Regions from separate parts of the Mus musculus genome. Here region 2 is linked to region 1. A link is a contact called in public Hi-C data. All regions are on one chromosome and are shown on one strand. Each heading gives the region's core, a stretch centred on a gene start, on an enhancer-like site or on the middle of the called end of the contact. The rest is flanking DNA. Distances are from core to core; before and after follow the strand shown. Region 1 overlaps Prickle1 (prickle planar cell polarity protein 1). Region 2 has its middle 100 kb from the start of 9430014N10Rik.

Region 1 (6,735 bases), core at 2,468-4,967:
AAACAAGGCAAAGGCTGAGTTGTACATCTAAAGGTCGGTCAGAACACTAGCCCTTAGTTGTCCCAAGTAGACTAGAAAGGAAAATGATGGCCAGTGACCAAACGTAGAGTCAAGCTGCCATCTGGGTTGAGTGACACCTTCAAGTCCTGAATGCCTTCAGTGACTCCTGTGCTGATAGAGGGACACAGGCCCTCCCTGTAACAGTTTGTACATTTAAATTTTTAAAAAAATTTTTTATATATGTGAGTACACTGTAGCTATCTTCAGACACACCAGAAGAGAGCATCAGATCCCATTACAGATGGTTGTGAGCCACCATGTGGTTGCTGGGAATTGAACTCAGGACTTCTGGAAGAGTAGTCAGTGCTCTTAACCGCTGAGCCATCTCTCCAGCCCCCAGTTTGTACTTTCAAGCTTTGCCTGGTTTACAAAATACTTAAAGTGACAGATTTCAAAGTAATTGGTCATGGATAAGGCTACGGTACTAACAGATAACCATAGTGGGATTCAAAACATGACCACACCCAGCCAGGGATGTTGGCGCACGCCTCTGGTCCTAACCCTCAGGATGCAGAGGCAGGTGGATCTCTGTGAGTTTTGAGCTGTAGCCAAGATGTCTGACCTGCAGGGCAGTTCCAGGACAGCCACAGCTACATAGCAAGACCCTGTTCTGAACACAACAGAAACGAAACAAAGACCATGACAACCAGGAGAAAAGCACCTGCAGGGAACTAGCCCATCCGAGGTCAAAAGACTGGACTGCAGCTCCTAGACAGGGATAACCCCAGTCTCCCTCATTCCAGGTGAACAGCGGTTTCTAGGTCACCCGGCTGGATTCTGTTTGCTGTTTCTGGAATTCTGAAGCGTGGGCACTTTTCACTGTGCTCAAAATGAAAACAAGTTAGCAGCCACAGGCTCAGTCCCGTGAATTACACACAGGCTGCCAGGAAAGAAACGAGGGAAATACACAATAGAATTTGTAACCACTCCTCTTACGTTGGCTACTTTTACTTGACATCCGGGCTCCTACTGGATTGTCACTTGTCTCCTTAATTTTTGTTTTTTTAAATTTTTATGTGATTGGGTATTTTGCCTGCATGTGTGTATGTCTGTACACTATGTGTCTCTGCCTGGTTCCCAAGGAAGACGGAAGAAAGCATCTTGGGTCAGATGCTCTCTTGACACATATACGATGATGGAGAAGCCATACAGCTGCAGGCTGGGATGTGTGGTTCTTTTTAAATGAATGAAATGGTGAAAGGAGCTAGCTAGTTTCCAAGAAAAGAGAGGGGTGAGAAAAGACAAAGGAGAGGCATGGAAGTGTTAACACTTCCTGTGGCTTAGAGGCCGCATGCGTGGATCACTCCTAAGATAATCCCTGAAAAAGTACACCAACTCTGCCAACCTCCAGCTTGCTTCTCCCTCTGATGGCTCTGGTTCTAAGGCTCCTTAACTCCTTGCCTCCTTGCCTCCGGACAACCGGCCCTAAGGCTTCATACTGCATTTAAATATTTAAATGCTAATGGTAGCAGGTACTGTGGTCACACCACCCGGTAAAACTGGAAGCTAACACTGGGATGAAAGTGGATCTCTGCTTTCCTACAATTGTGGTACCCTTTATGTTGTCGAGAAAGTTTGTTGAAAGGCTGGACTAAAACCTGTGTGAGTTTGTGGTTTAAAATGGGGACATTGCATCCAAGTGACATGTCACACGATTTACCCCCATCAGGATAGGGACTCATCCCACATTCTCAGAGAGAACAGCTCTAAGAAGGGATTTAGACCTTTGGTTTAGGAGGCAGAAAACATGGTCTCTCACCATTTGCAGAGCTTTTGTTTTATTTTTCTAGTTTTGAAAATAGAGTAGCATTTAATTTTTAAAGGCTCTTTTTTTAAAAATATTTATATTCTGTTGTTTTCCTCCTACCCCACCCCCCAGCCAGGTTTGGCAGCAGACAAATGCTCCCCGTTTCAAAATTCAGGTTAAATTGCATCGAAAGTAGCAGTTCTCCTGGTGAGAGCCCATGAGTTACTAATTAAAGTCTTAACCCCTAGTCTCTTCCTTTGACACACAGGGGCGGATCTTACAGGGCAAAAGGGAAAGACCCAAGCTGTCTTCTGACTTTCATTAACACGTCCCCTTTTATTGAGGGGGTGGAGGAATGCACCTCTGTTTCCAGTCTTTGCTAAGACGTGAATTGTCTGCACCTGTGTGCCACGGCTGGGTCAGAGGTGAGAACCCCCGCCACCGTGGAGTCGGAAATGAGGCTGCCTGCCCTTCTGTTGGGGTGCCTGAAAGCCCGTTTACTGGCTGGGGCGGTATCTTGCTGAGTCACCATTTCTCCTGCAGGAATGACTGCAGCCATGAGGCAGGTGCTCTTTTAACTCTGCCCCTTTGTGAGCTGTTCTCAAGTTCGAAGTTTAAAATGTCCTTGGATATTTTGCTAGCGGTGTATTTTAACAAGTGACTCCCCCGACCCCACCAACACTAAGAATTTAGTGTTGCACTGAGAGAATTGCTGAAACATCATTTTACCTCGGTCTGGGATTGGTTAGGATTTAAAGACAGAGGGATTAGGCTTTAACTCTTCTTATACAGGAGGCATTTGCCATCCTGGAACCCTCTCTGTAAAGTGACTGGATCAGACTAATAATTTAAAAAAATATATTAATATTTATTTTATGTGCGTTGGTGTTTTGCCTGCATGTATGTTTGAAGGTGCCAGGTCTCTAGAATTGGAACTCTAGCCAGTTGTGGGCTGCCATGTGGGTGCTGAGAATTGAACTCAGGTCTTCTAGAAGAGCAGCCATAGCCCTTAACCACCGAGCTATCTCTCCGGCCCCCTAACACACAAACTTCTTTATATTAAAATATGTCAGGATCAAAACGTTTAAAGAAAACTGGAATCGTGAAGGTTCTTGTTTTCCTTCTTAGTGCCTCGTGTGTGAGCGATGATTTTTAAGAACTATAAGACAAAGGGATAACACACCGTGCTACCAAAGCCAACATCTCAGCCTCAGGACCACTCCTTGACACCTTCAGTACCCTTTTTCTGAGACAGCTTTCTTATTCAGAAATTTAACACCTCACTTTGACCAATAGTGGGGCTGGTTCCATTTCACACTCAATAAGCCTTCCTAAACGTTGGTTGATAATGAGATTAAACAATCAAGTCTCCAAGCTGGACCCATCTGTGACCTGGCACCGTATCCAGTATTCCGAGGGGATTCGCTGACTGCCTGTCCTGGGTGTAGAAGTTTGATGTCAGGGATTAGAAGTTTAAACTGTACGGTTTACTTCAGGGATAACACTCTCGGCTGTCTCTGCTGCCTCCACTGGAAAACTTGCTTAGGAAATCTGGGGGACTGAGCAGGGTCTCTGCGGCCAGCTTTCTGGGCAAGGCAGAGCCCAGTTCCCCACTTCTGTTTAAACTCTTACACCTCGCAGGATCTCACGCATAGGTAAACAAGTCAAGCAGAGCCATCCCCTTACTCGAGCAAGAAGTATCCTTTAAAGGCAACAGAGAGCACTAGCCTGGTGGCCCGTTTTCTTTGGTACTGAGCTGGTTAAGGGAGTCACTTCCTAATTGCCTGAGTGGCACGGGGCCTGAAGTCAGCAAACCCAGGCGTTTGGTTCACTGTCTCTGAGCCCATCCATATGTAAACTAGAAGCTCTTGGTAGAGAAGCATTGCTTTTTAACACAGCGCCTTCTATGTCACCCACAGCAGCTGTCTCTTGGATGTCCTGTGACTAAGCAGCCAGCTTTAAAACTTCATTATTATGCCTTTGGAGATGGAACCGAAAATGAGCAAACTGGTCTTCGGGTGCCAGAGAAGCTCCACATCAGATGATGATTCCGGCTGTGCACTTGAAGAGTATGCATGGGTCCCACCGGGCCTCAGGCCCGAGCAGGTAGGTAGGAAGCAACGCTGTCCCCTTTGATGTGCTTTCCAGGGAAGTGTGGAACCTCTCATCTCCCTGGCTGGCTTTGCTGTCTAAGGTCTGGTTTGGTTTCAGTAATGCCCTCCTTCTGCCATCGTGATTAATGCAAATGCAGGGCACCACAGGCGTTTCTGATAGGACTTTCACAAGTCACCTTTTAGGGAAGAGAAACGTTCCTCATTTGGAGTTTTGTTTTTTTTTTTTGTTTGTTTTTAAATGGTAGGTGGGGTGGGGGAGGGGTGTTTGTCTTTTGAAATGGGGTCTCACTGTGTAGTCCTGGCTTGCCTCCAATTCACAGAACTCAGAGATCTGCCTTCCTATGCCTCCCAAGTGCTGAAATTAAAGGTGTATGCCACTATTACATGTCTCAAAGGTTCAGTAAGGACAAAAGGAAATAGAAGGACGACCTCCAGGCCAGTTCTCCACAATGCCCCTCTACGGAAGAGGAATGTGGTGTTGCTGATAAACATGGCCTTTGACAACTACAGTGGGGATCAGAGACACATCATTGTGGCACATCCTTTGTTTCTCTGTTTTAAAGATGGGAGCGATCTGCCTGCCTGTTTTTATTTCCCAATATCCTTATGATGAGGTTATTAAAAATGGTTGGTAGATCCTGTACAGGCAAAGGTATCCTTCAGAATAGAAGATGCCACCAGTTCTGTGCCTGATTATGAGTTACTGTTCTTTGGGCGGTGGAAGGGAACCCCTTTTGAGATAGGGAATCTTGGCCTGGAGAGATGGCTCAGCGGTTAAGATCACTGACCACTCTTCCAGAGGTCCTGAGTTCAAATCCCAGCAACCACATGGTGGCTCACAACCATCCATAATGGGATCCAATGATAGTAACCGTAAGGAAAAGCTTCTAGAACAATACAGGAAGGAAAATTATGCTGGTGTAGCAGTTAGGGAAGTGGAGTTTTGACGAACTGTTTCGTAGAGAAGATCCTTCCTGTCTTTGGATGGCATGTGTTTGTAGGTCTGCTTCTAGCAGACAAGTCCCAGGTCCCTAAACTCCTTTTTTTTTTTTTTTTTTTTTTAACTTGAATGCCTTTGGTTCCATCTCAGCAATGCAGGATCCTGCGTTCATCTTTTAGGACGCTCCTAAAAGACAACAATCAGATTAGCTCAGCATCTCCCTTCTCCTGCTTCCTTGGGGAAAGTGAAGCTGGATACTGCAGCTCCCACCGGTGACAGCCTGCCATGCCGAGGCTGGAGAGAACCGTAGAATTCCGAGAGAAAACTGAGTCTATTTGTGTAGAGGCTGGGTGTTGGATCTTGTCACACAGCCTGTGTGGTCACTTACAGAAGTCACCCAGCACTCTCCCCTTGATCCCTCAGCTGACCTTTGCAAGACTAGGGAAGAAGAGTCGCCATAAATGTGCACATTTGATCGCGCATAATTTATGGTGCCCTTAATTGTCACTACAAATTGCATTCCTGAGGAGCAATTTAGCAGCTGGATGCTAGTGGATGCTAGCAGATGCAGGTTTGCACCTCTGCTGAGTTGGCTCAGCTGGTCCCCTCATTAGCTGCAGGAGGCCGAGCCCTGGAAAGGAGGGAAGGATAAAGGCAGGCGGCTCAGCCCTTCCTCCTGTGTACTGATGTCACCATGCCCTGCTTCTGCCTCCACAGATCCAGCTCTATTTCGCATGCTTGCCAGAGGAAAAGGTTCCTTATGTTAACAGCCCTGGGGAGAAACACAGGATTAAACAGCTCCTGTACCAGTTGCCTCCACACGATAACGAGGTATAGTAACAGGAGGAAAGCTAATTAGTAAAAAGAAAATAAACAGTAAGCATTGAGGGGTCTTTCTGAAGTCCCAGCTCGGCCTCTCTTAAAATGCACCCTAAAAATACAGCTTCTCTCTCTCTCCCCTCCCTCCCTCCCTTTCTCTCTCTCTCTCTCTCTCTCTGTTTCTTTCTTTCTTTCTCTCTCTCTCTCTCCCTCCCTCCCTCCCTCCCTTCCTTCCTAGAGAAGAGAGAGAACGCCACCATAGCAGGAAGCCCCACATGGGTTTTGTTGTTTCTGATAGTGTTTTCAGCCACCCAGCAATTAACTATCAGGAGCGGTTCCTTCCATGTGCAGGGTGGGCACCTCAGGGTGTTTCAGGATTGACCTGAGCGCCAGTAGAATGTGGAGTGAAAACAGCCAGTTTCAGCCTTCGGAGAAAGGTGGGATCCTTTCCTGCAGTCAGTTCACATTCAGAAAAGAATAAGCCACGCCTGTTCTGTCAGGTAGCACGCCTCTTTTCTAAAGACCGAGGTCCGTTCTACCTACCTACCTTCCTTCCTTCCTTCCTTTCTTTCTCTCTTTCTTCCTTCCTTCCTTCTTTTCTTTTCCTTCCTTTCTTTCTTTTTCTTTCTCTTTCTTCCTTCCTTCCTTCTTTTCTTTTCCTTCCTTCCTTTCTTTCTTTTTCTTTCTTTCTTTTTCTCTCTCTTTCTTTCTTTCTTTCTTTCTCTTTCTTTCTTTCTTTCTTTCTTTCTTTCTTCCTTCCTTCCTTCTTTTCTTTTCCTTCCTTCCTTTCTTTCTTTTTCTTTCTTTCTTTTTCTCTTTCTTTCTTTCCTTCCTTTCTTTCTTTCTTTCTTTCTTTCCTTTCTTTCTTTCTTTCTTTCTTTCTTTCTTTCTTTCTTCCTTTTCTTTTCCTTCCTTCCTTTCTTCTTCTTTTTTTCTTTCTTTCTCTTTCATTCTTTCCTTTTTCTTTCTTTCCTTTTTCTTTCTTTCTTTCTTTCCTCTTTCTTTCCTTTCTCTTTCTCTCTCTCTCTCTCTCTCTCTCTCTCTCTCTCTCTCTC
Region 2 (6,735 bases), core at 2,111-4,610, 310 kb before region 1:
ATCTAGGTTGTTTCCAGCTTGTGGCTATCACAAATAAGGCCACTATGAACACAGTGGAACACATGCCCCTGTGGTATGGCATCTTTTGGGTATATTCCCAAGAGTGGTATAGCTGGGTCTTCAGGTAGACCTATTTCCAATTTTCTGAGGAACCTCCAGATTGATTTCCAGAGTGGTTGTACCAGTTTGCAATCCTACCAGCAATGAAGGAGTGTTCCTCTTTCTCCACATCCTCTCCAATATGTGTCACCTGAGGTTTTGATATTAGCCATTCTGATTGGTGTAAGGTGGAATCTCAGGGTCCTTTTGATTTGCATTTCTATGATCACTAAGGACTTTGAACATTTCTTTAGGTGCTTCTCAGCCATTTGAGATTCCACAGTTGTGAATTCTCAGTTTAGTTCTATACCCCATTTTTTTGATTGGGTTGTTTGGTGTTTTGGTGACTAACTTTTTGAGTTCTTTATATATTTTGGATATTAGCCCTCTATTGGATGTGGGGTGAGTGAAGTTTTTTTTCCCAAACTGTAGGTTGCTGATTTGTCTTATCGACTATGTCCTTTGCCTTACAGAAGCTTTCCATTTTCATGAAGCCTTGAGGGCCAGCAGAAAGAATGTAAATAGGCAACCTCAGAAAATAGGAGTTTGGGGGGACCCCCCAGAATGCACTAGAGATATTCCCAGGACTCAAAGGAAGGGACCTTAGATGAAATGTCTAACAGTAGGGGGAGAAAACTTACAAAGCCCACCTCCAGCAAGGAGACGGGACATCAAGTGAGAGATGCGGTTGCCATCCCACAGACACATCTCTGACCCATAATTGTTCCTGTCTGAAAGAACTACAGGGATGGAAATGGAGAGGAGCCTGAGGAAAAGAAGGTCCAGTGACAGGCCCAAAGTGGGATCCAGCTCAAGGGAGGTCCCAGGGCCCAACACTATTACTGAGGCTATGGAGCACTCACAAAAAGGGATCTATCATGACGCCCTCTGAAAGACCGAACAAGCAGCTGAAAGAGTCAGATGCAGATATTTGCACACAACCAATGGACAGAAGCAGCTGACCCCTGTTGTTGAATTAGGGAAGGCTGAAAGAAGCTGAGGAGAAGGGTGATCCTGTAGGAGGACCAGCAGTCTCAATTAATCTGGACCCCTGAGATCTCTCAAACACTGGACCACCAAGCAGACAGCACACACCAGCTGATATGAGGCCCCGAACACACATACAGCAGAGGACTTCCAGGTCTGTGTTCATTCAGAGATGATGCACCTAACCCTCAAGAGACTGGAGGCCCCAGGGAGTTTAGAGGTCAGGTGGGGTGGGGAGCATCCACGTGGAGAAGGGGTGGGGTGTGGAGAAGGTGTGGGATGTGGAGCAGTCAGGGGATGGATGAGTGGGCGGGGAATGGAATGGAATGGAATGGAATGGAATGGAATGGAATGGAATGGAATATGGAGTGTAAAAAATAAATTAAAAATAAAATAATTTTTTTAAAAGTGCATGGCTCCAATAGTTCTTATTTCTATTCATGCACCGCCCCCCCCCCGCCCCCACTGTTTGTCTCTTTCTTAGGAGTGACTCCTTAATTTGTTTCTATGGTTGGTCTGCAGCTGTACATAGAGAAGGCATATTGCATATCCTGTATAATACCTATTCAATAAAAGATGGTGAATGTAGTCACATTTTCACATCTAAGATAACTCCTTTAGAAGAAAGGGAGTTGGCTTTGGTACAGGCTTCCAGAGGCTTCCTGGACATGGTTTGTTGGCCGATTCCTCTGACGCCTGTAGCTGTTCACACATCATGGAGGGGCAGTCCATGGTTGAGCAACCATTAACTCACATGTGTGAAAAAGACAAAGAAAAAGAAAAGGGTCCACAGAATTCTTCAAGGTCACATCCACTGTACTGAAAAAAAATCTGCCCATAGGCCCCATTTCTTGACATGTCTACTACCTCGAAATAACTAAAATGAGGGCCAAGCCTTCAGCTTGAAAGCATTGGGGAACAGGTCAGCCTCCAACTTTACAAAGGACGTTCTTCCTCCACTTGAAGTGGAACTAGATTGTACTGATGAAATGCTATGTCTGTATGTTTGGACTTACGACTTCAGGGGGTCACCCTGCAGTTAATACAAATGTCCTTTGTATCCGTCGCTGCCGTGGTCAGCAGAGCTCGCTGGGCTTTAGCAGCAGGAGTTAGAACGTGTTCCTCCTGCATCTCATACCCACAGCAGCACCAAGACCACCGGACAATCCCCCCTCACTTCAGAGGCATTCTCTAGCATAACATCTTGGGGCAGCCTCTGTAAGTTTTAATACCACAGCATGTCAATCACCAACAGATCTTTATCCATTTACCCTGAGACCACTTAAGGAAGGACGCTGATTGAACTTGACAACATTTTAAGAGCGCCTTCATTTGGAGGGTTAGCAAGAGTAAGGACTGAGAATGGCATCAATTAGTGGAAATACCGCTAATAATATAAAATATTGACATAGGCAAAGATGCACAGGGGGTAAGCAAGATCGGTGACAGCAATGCTTGTCTGCTAAGGATATTCTTCTGCTCCTCGTGCCTCCAGCTCTCTATCCGATATTAAAAGTGCCGAGTTAAAAGAACGGGGTATATACCCAATACGACTGCTAATTGAATGCATGTTCCTTCTCCCCTCACCTACCTGGAATAGTTTTCCCCCAAACTTGTCAACTTTCAGAACTCACAGATCTGTCAGGCAAGTAGCTCAGCTCACCCATCCCCCACTCCCACCCCCTCCCCCACCCCCTCCTCTCAGCCTCCAGAAAACACATGCATTTCCATATGCGTTATTGTGTGGCTCCTAAGGAGTATTGCTTCTCTCTGGAAAGTGTGGGAGACACATCGCACTTTGCGAGACAGCATCTCCGAGAGCAGATCTGTCATGACAACGTGGCTGATACACTGCCCTTCCGGTGGTAGGGGTTACGCTCCGCCTGGGTTACGCAGGACTTGATAGCTCAATTGTGCTTAATGAATGAAAAACAGCGAGTTTAAAAATAACACGGAAAGGGATGCCAGTATTTTACACGGGCCAAGTTTAGCACTTCCATATTACATAACCCTCCTGAAGATGAGAGGACTACATACTTCTACCAGCTTCCCCCTGGATTTTTCCAAAGCCGGAAGTAAATCCCCATCCAATATTCCCACCCTCCTTATCTGCAGCTATATTTACCCCCCACGAGGCTCTTTCCCTCTTCTGATCCTAGCTTGCTGTCTGGTTTCCATATGTTAATCTCTGCCACTTCAGTTGTCCTGCAGACCTGCTTCCAGATTGTATCCCACTTTCCTCTCCTAGTTAAAGCCGCGGTCCCTGTTAACTCTCTTCTCTCTGATGCTTGCAAGGAATCGGCTTACTTAGAGTCCACCCTACCTCACTGATCTCTTGCCATAACTCTGCCAGTTTCTCCAACTGCATCCCAAAGGCGTTTCAGATGCGCTCCTGAGCCGCGGACCCATTATGTCATGTGCCTACACGTTACATAAAGCCCTCTGGAAACAGAGAACTGTAGCGGCTCCACTGTAAAGATACTCGGCTAGCAGCACTGTTCTGCAGATGTCAGGAAATAGTCTCTTCTCCTTCCAGACTAGCCAGGAACACGGGTCTGAAACACAGCAATAAATAAGTCTGTTAAGCATAAGGCCCTTTGAGACTGCTGTTGTCTTGCCACGTGGTAATGGAGACGAGTTAAAGCTGCCCTTTGTGAGGAATGCTCAGAATAGCAAGCTTTCTCCCAGCTCCATTCAGGCTGGTTTCTTTCTCTCCGTCCCAGAGTATTTATAGCCCGAGCCTCTCGGGAGGCTAATTACATCCTGTCTGCAATTATTATCTGATTATTTTTGTGGTGCATAGGTTGTCTCTGTGGTTAAATTCTTCGTTCTGACAAAACAGTTCTGCCTTGTGGGTGTTACCTTCCAGTGAGTGATCTCTTAAGACTCTACTGTAATCTGAATACATGTCATGATGGATAGCCTTATCCATCCGGGGCACTTGAAGATTGCCATGCAATCCTGAATCTCGTTTAAACCTTCATAATAAGATATAGTCCATTCTACTCCAAATCCAGATTGTCTCTCTAGATAGGGAACCAGTTGCCAAGGTCTTAGTGTAGAGATTCCAAAGGCTCAGGACAAGCTTGACTGAGGACAACATTCTCTGTCTCCTAGGTCTAGCATCCTGCTCCTTCCTGACTTCTCATCAGGACCTCCCAACGTACCTGCTAAGCTTCTCAGCTCTGTGGGTCTTGCTCTGCTCAGCTCATTATAAATCCTCAGTGGACAGAGAGTCAAAACTAGACATCATACGTACTTCCCACAAGAACCTTTTTTTTTTCACCCATAAAAATGGCTACACCATGCACAGACGTGTAGAACTAAAAATCCAGAGAGCTCCAAGGTTCGACATGTTAGACAGGGTTTTTCAAAAAATAGTTCCCTATGGAGTTAATGAATTCACGATTACACAAAAGGTTGCTATACACAAAATTTGCCATATGGAAAGGTAGTTTGTTTAGCTGAGGCAGTGGTAAGGGAGTTTTATTAGAAGGCTGACCTGAAATTTTTACATGAAATGATTGTATCTTCAAAAGGGATGATGAAGCATACAGAACTCACTCAGCCACAGAAAACGACTTTCAGTAGGGTCATTCCCAGAACACATTTTAACAGATGTTTCAGGATTGGATATATAACTAGAATGGTGTTTTAAATGAAAATATAATTGCTTTGATATTCCTGGACAATGGAGCTTAACACCAAATTTTCTTCCTAGTCCTTGGAACTCAATGGGCCACTTCGTTGGATTGCTACCTGTTCTCTTTGAGGCTATTAGCCTGCCATATTTGTTAGCAATAGAAACACATAATACACACTGCAAAAAAATCAGTATTTCATAAGTGCTTCAATAGTCAAAAGCACGTTTTTAACTTTTTGGAATCTCTATTCTCAGGATAGACCTTGGCAATTTGGTTCTCGTCTAGAGAGACAATCTGAACCTAGACAGGAGAGAACTATGTCTTCTTACGAAGACCAAAATGAGATGCGGGATTACATGGCAACCTCCAAGTGGCCCAGATGGATAAGGCCTCTTTTGTGTCATTCTATAAAGAACTCAGCTACGATGGGCAGATGCAACTGAGAGAAAATCTGTTCAGAGTGAAGACGAGTTTGAATCCTTGATGTCCAAAGTCGGAATACAGTTTTTGGAGTTACCTTTTCACGCTGTAATCAAGCAGATCGCTGCTTATGAAACCCAGTATTCTACATCCAGGAAGCTGTAGAGGCTTGTTTGCATCTTAAGTGACTGCCTACCGATCCTATGTTATCAGTCATGGCAATAGAAGGCAAGCAAACATGACTTTTAAATGATGCGCTTTATCAAAAGCATAGACTGACCATCACTGTAGCTTGTAGCCCGTGTTGTGTAGCTCAACAAACGGGACTGTATGGAGTTTCTAGCCTTGGGGGCTAATGTTCTCACGGAACTCCTCATAAACCCACCTTCATAGGGCAACTTAAGTTGCTTTAAAAAAAAAAACTGTGTATGAATGTTTGCTCATACGTATCTATGTGCACTGTGTGTTTGCTGTGCCCACAGATCCCAGAAGGGCCACCAGATCTTTTGGAATCAGATAGGTATGAGCCATTATGTGGGTGCTAGGAACTGAACCTGGGTCTTCAGCAAGAATTCTTAAGTCGCTAAGGTACCTCTCTAGCTGTTTAAATGACTTCTTTCTAGCCGACTTTAAGAATTCCTTCGGAGTCAAGGTTCTACTGGTGTTTCTCTTCTCCTTCATCCCCTCTCCTCCCCTCTCCTCCCCTCTCCTCCCCTCTCCTCCCCTCTCCTCCCCTTCCTCCCCTCCCTCCCTCTCCTCTCCTCTCCTCTCCTCTCCTCTCCTCTCCTCTCCTCTCCTCTAAGTAAAATGGTTTCCTTTTTCTCCAGCAAACTTTGTTGGGAAAAATAAAAACAAAACAAAACAAAACAAAAAACAAAAAAACAAAAAAACCCTACATTCCAGCTCTGACCAGTATCTCCATACCAATCCTCCTCTTACTTTCCCATCTAGGCTCCAGTCGTTCTGCCTACTCTCAGGCCTCTCACATTCTGCTCTCTACACACCTCTCCCTGCATTTCCACTCTTCCTCACTCCTCACCCAGCCTCCTTGTGACGTGAGAGCTTCGCCCGGAATTGTGAATTAAATAAAGAACGGGCAGCCAAGGGGCAGAGGCTGAAGCAGCTCCCTGATACAGCATCACTTTCACCTCACGTGTCAGCTAATGACGGATGGCAAATGAATGCACTGGGTCATCCATCAAGCGCCAATTCGCTTACAGAATGAACTGCCTTGCTTCCAATATCTCTCAATCGAACAGAAAGAAATTACCAGATTTAAACACATTTATTGACTCGCTGCATACCATATAGTTTACTTGTAGTGACACGGGAGGGCTTGGGGTGATTTTAAACCTTTTTACTTGTGGTGTGAGAGAGAGAGAGAGAGAGAGAGAGAGAGCACAGCGGTCAGAGAAAACTGTCAGGACTTGGTTTTCCTCCCCGTCTCTGGCATCCAGGGATCAAACTGGGGTTATCCGGCTTCCATAGTGGCTGTCTTTACACTCTGAGCCATGGCAGCAGCCCCTAAGGTGAATTTAAACTAAAAATCTCTCTACTATTACAGATGCTTTCATTAATATTCCTA

What was found. Hi-C and Micro-C count contacts between places; a contact is called where the count stands out from the background.
Region 2: a contact with region 1 is called in a Hi-C map of cerebral cortex, with 2.0 times the contacts expected there. The contact joins two enhancer-like sites. A contact is called at or near these places in 3 of 484 Hi-C or Micro-C datasets (cerebral cortex and uterus).

The regions. Positions count from the first base shown.
Region 1 is chr15:93,509,628-93,516,362 of GRCm38.p6, reverse strand. It overlaps Prickle1 (prickle planar cell polarity protein 1), which reads left to right. Exons shown (of 8, transcript NM_001033217.5): 2 at 3,727-3,913; 3 at 5,579-5,692. The coding sequence starts at 3,782. Among named protein-coding and RNA genes, the nearest start is that of Prickle1, 83 kb to the left of the region's middle. Within about 2 kb of position 3,717, at least 19 of the 459 cell types and tissues checked have an H3K27ac peak or open chromatin away from gene starts, as enhancers often do. A contact at or near this core is called in cerebral cortex, where this site is marked.
Region 2 is chr15:93,821,821-93,828,555 of GRCm38.p6, reverse strand. No RefSeq gene overlaps it. Among named protein-coding and RNA genes, the nearest start is that of 9430014N10Rik, 100 kb to the left of the region's middle. Within about 2 kb of position 3,360, at least 78 of the 459 cell types and tissues checked have an H3K27ac peak or open chromatin away from gene starts, as enhancers often do. A contact at or near this core is called in cerebral cortex, where this site is marked.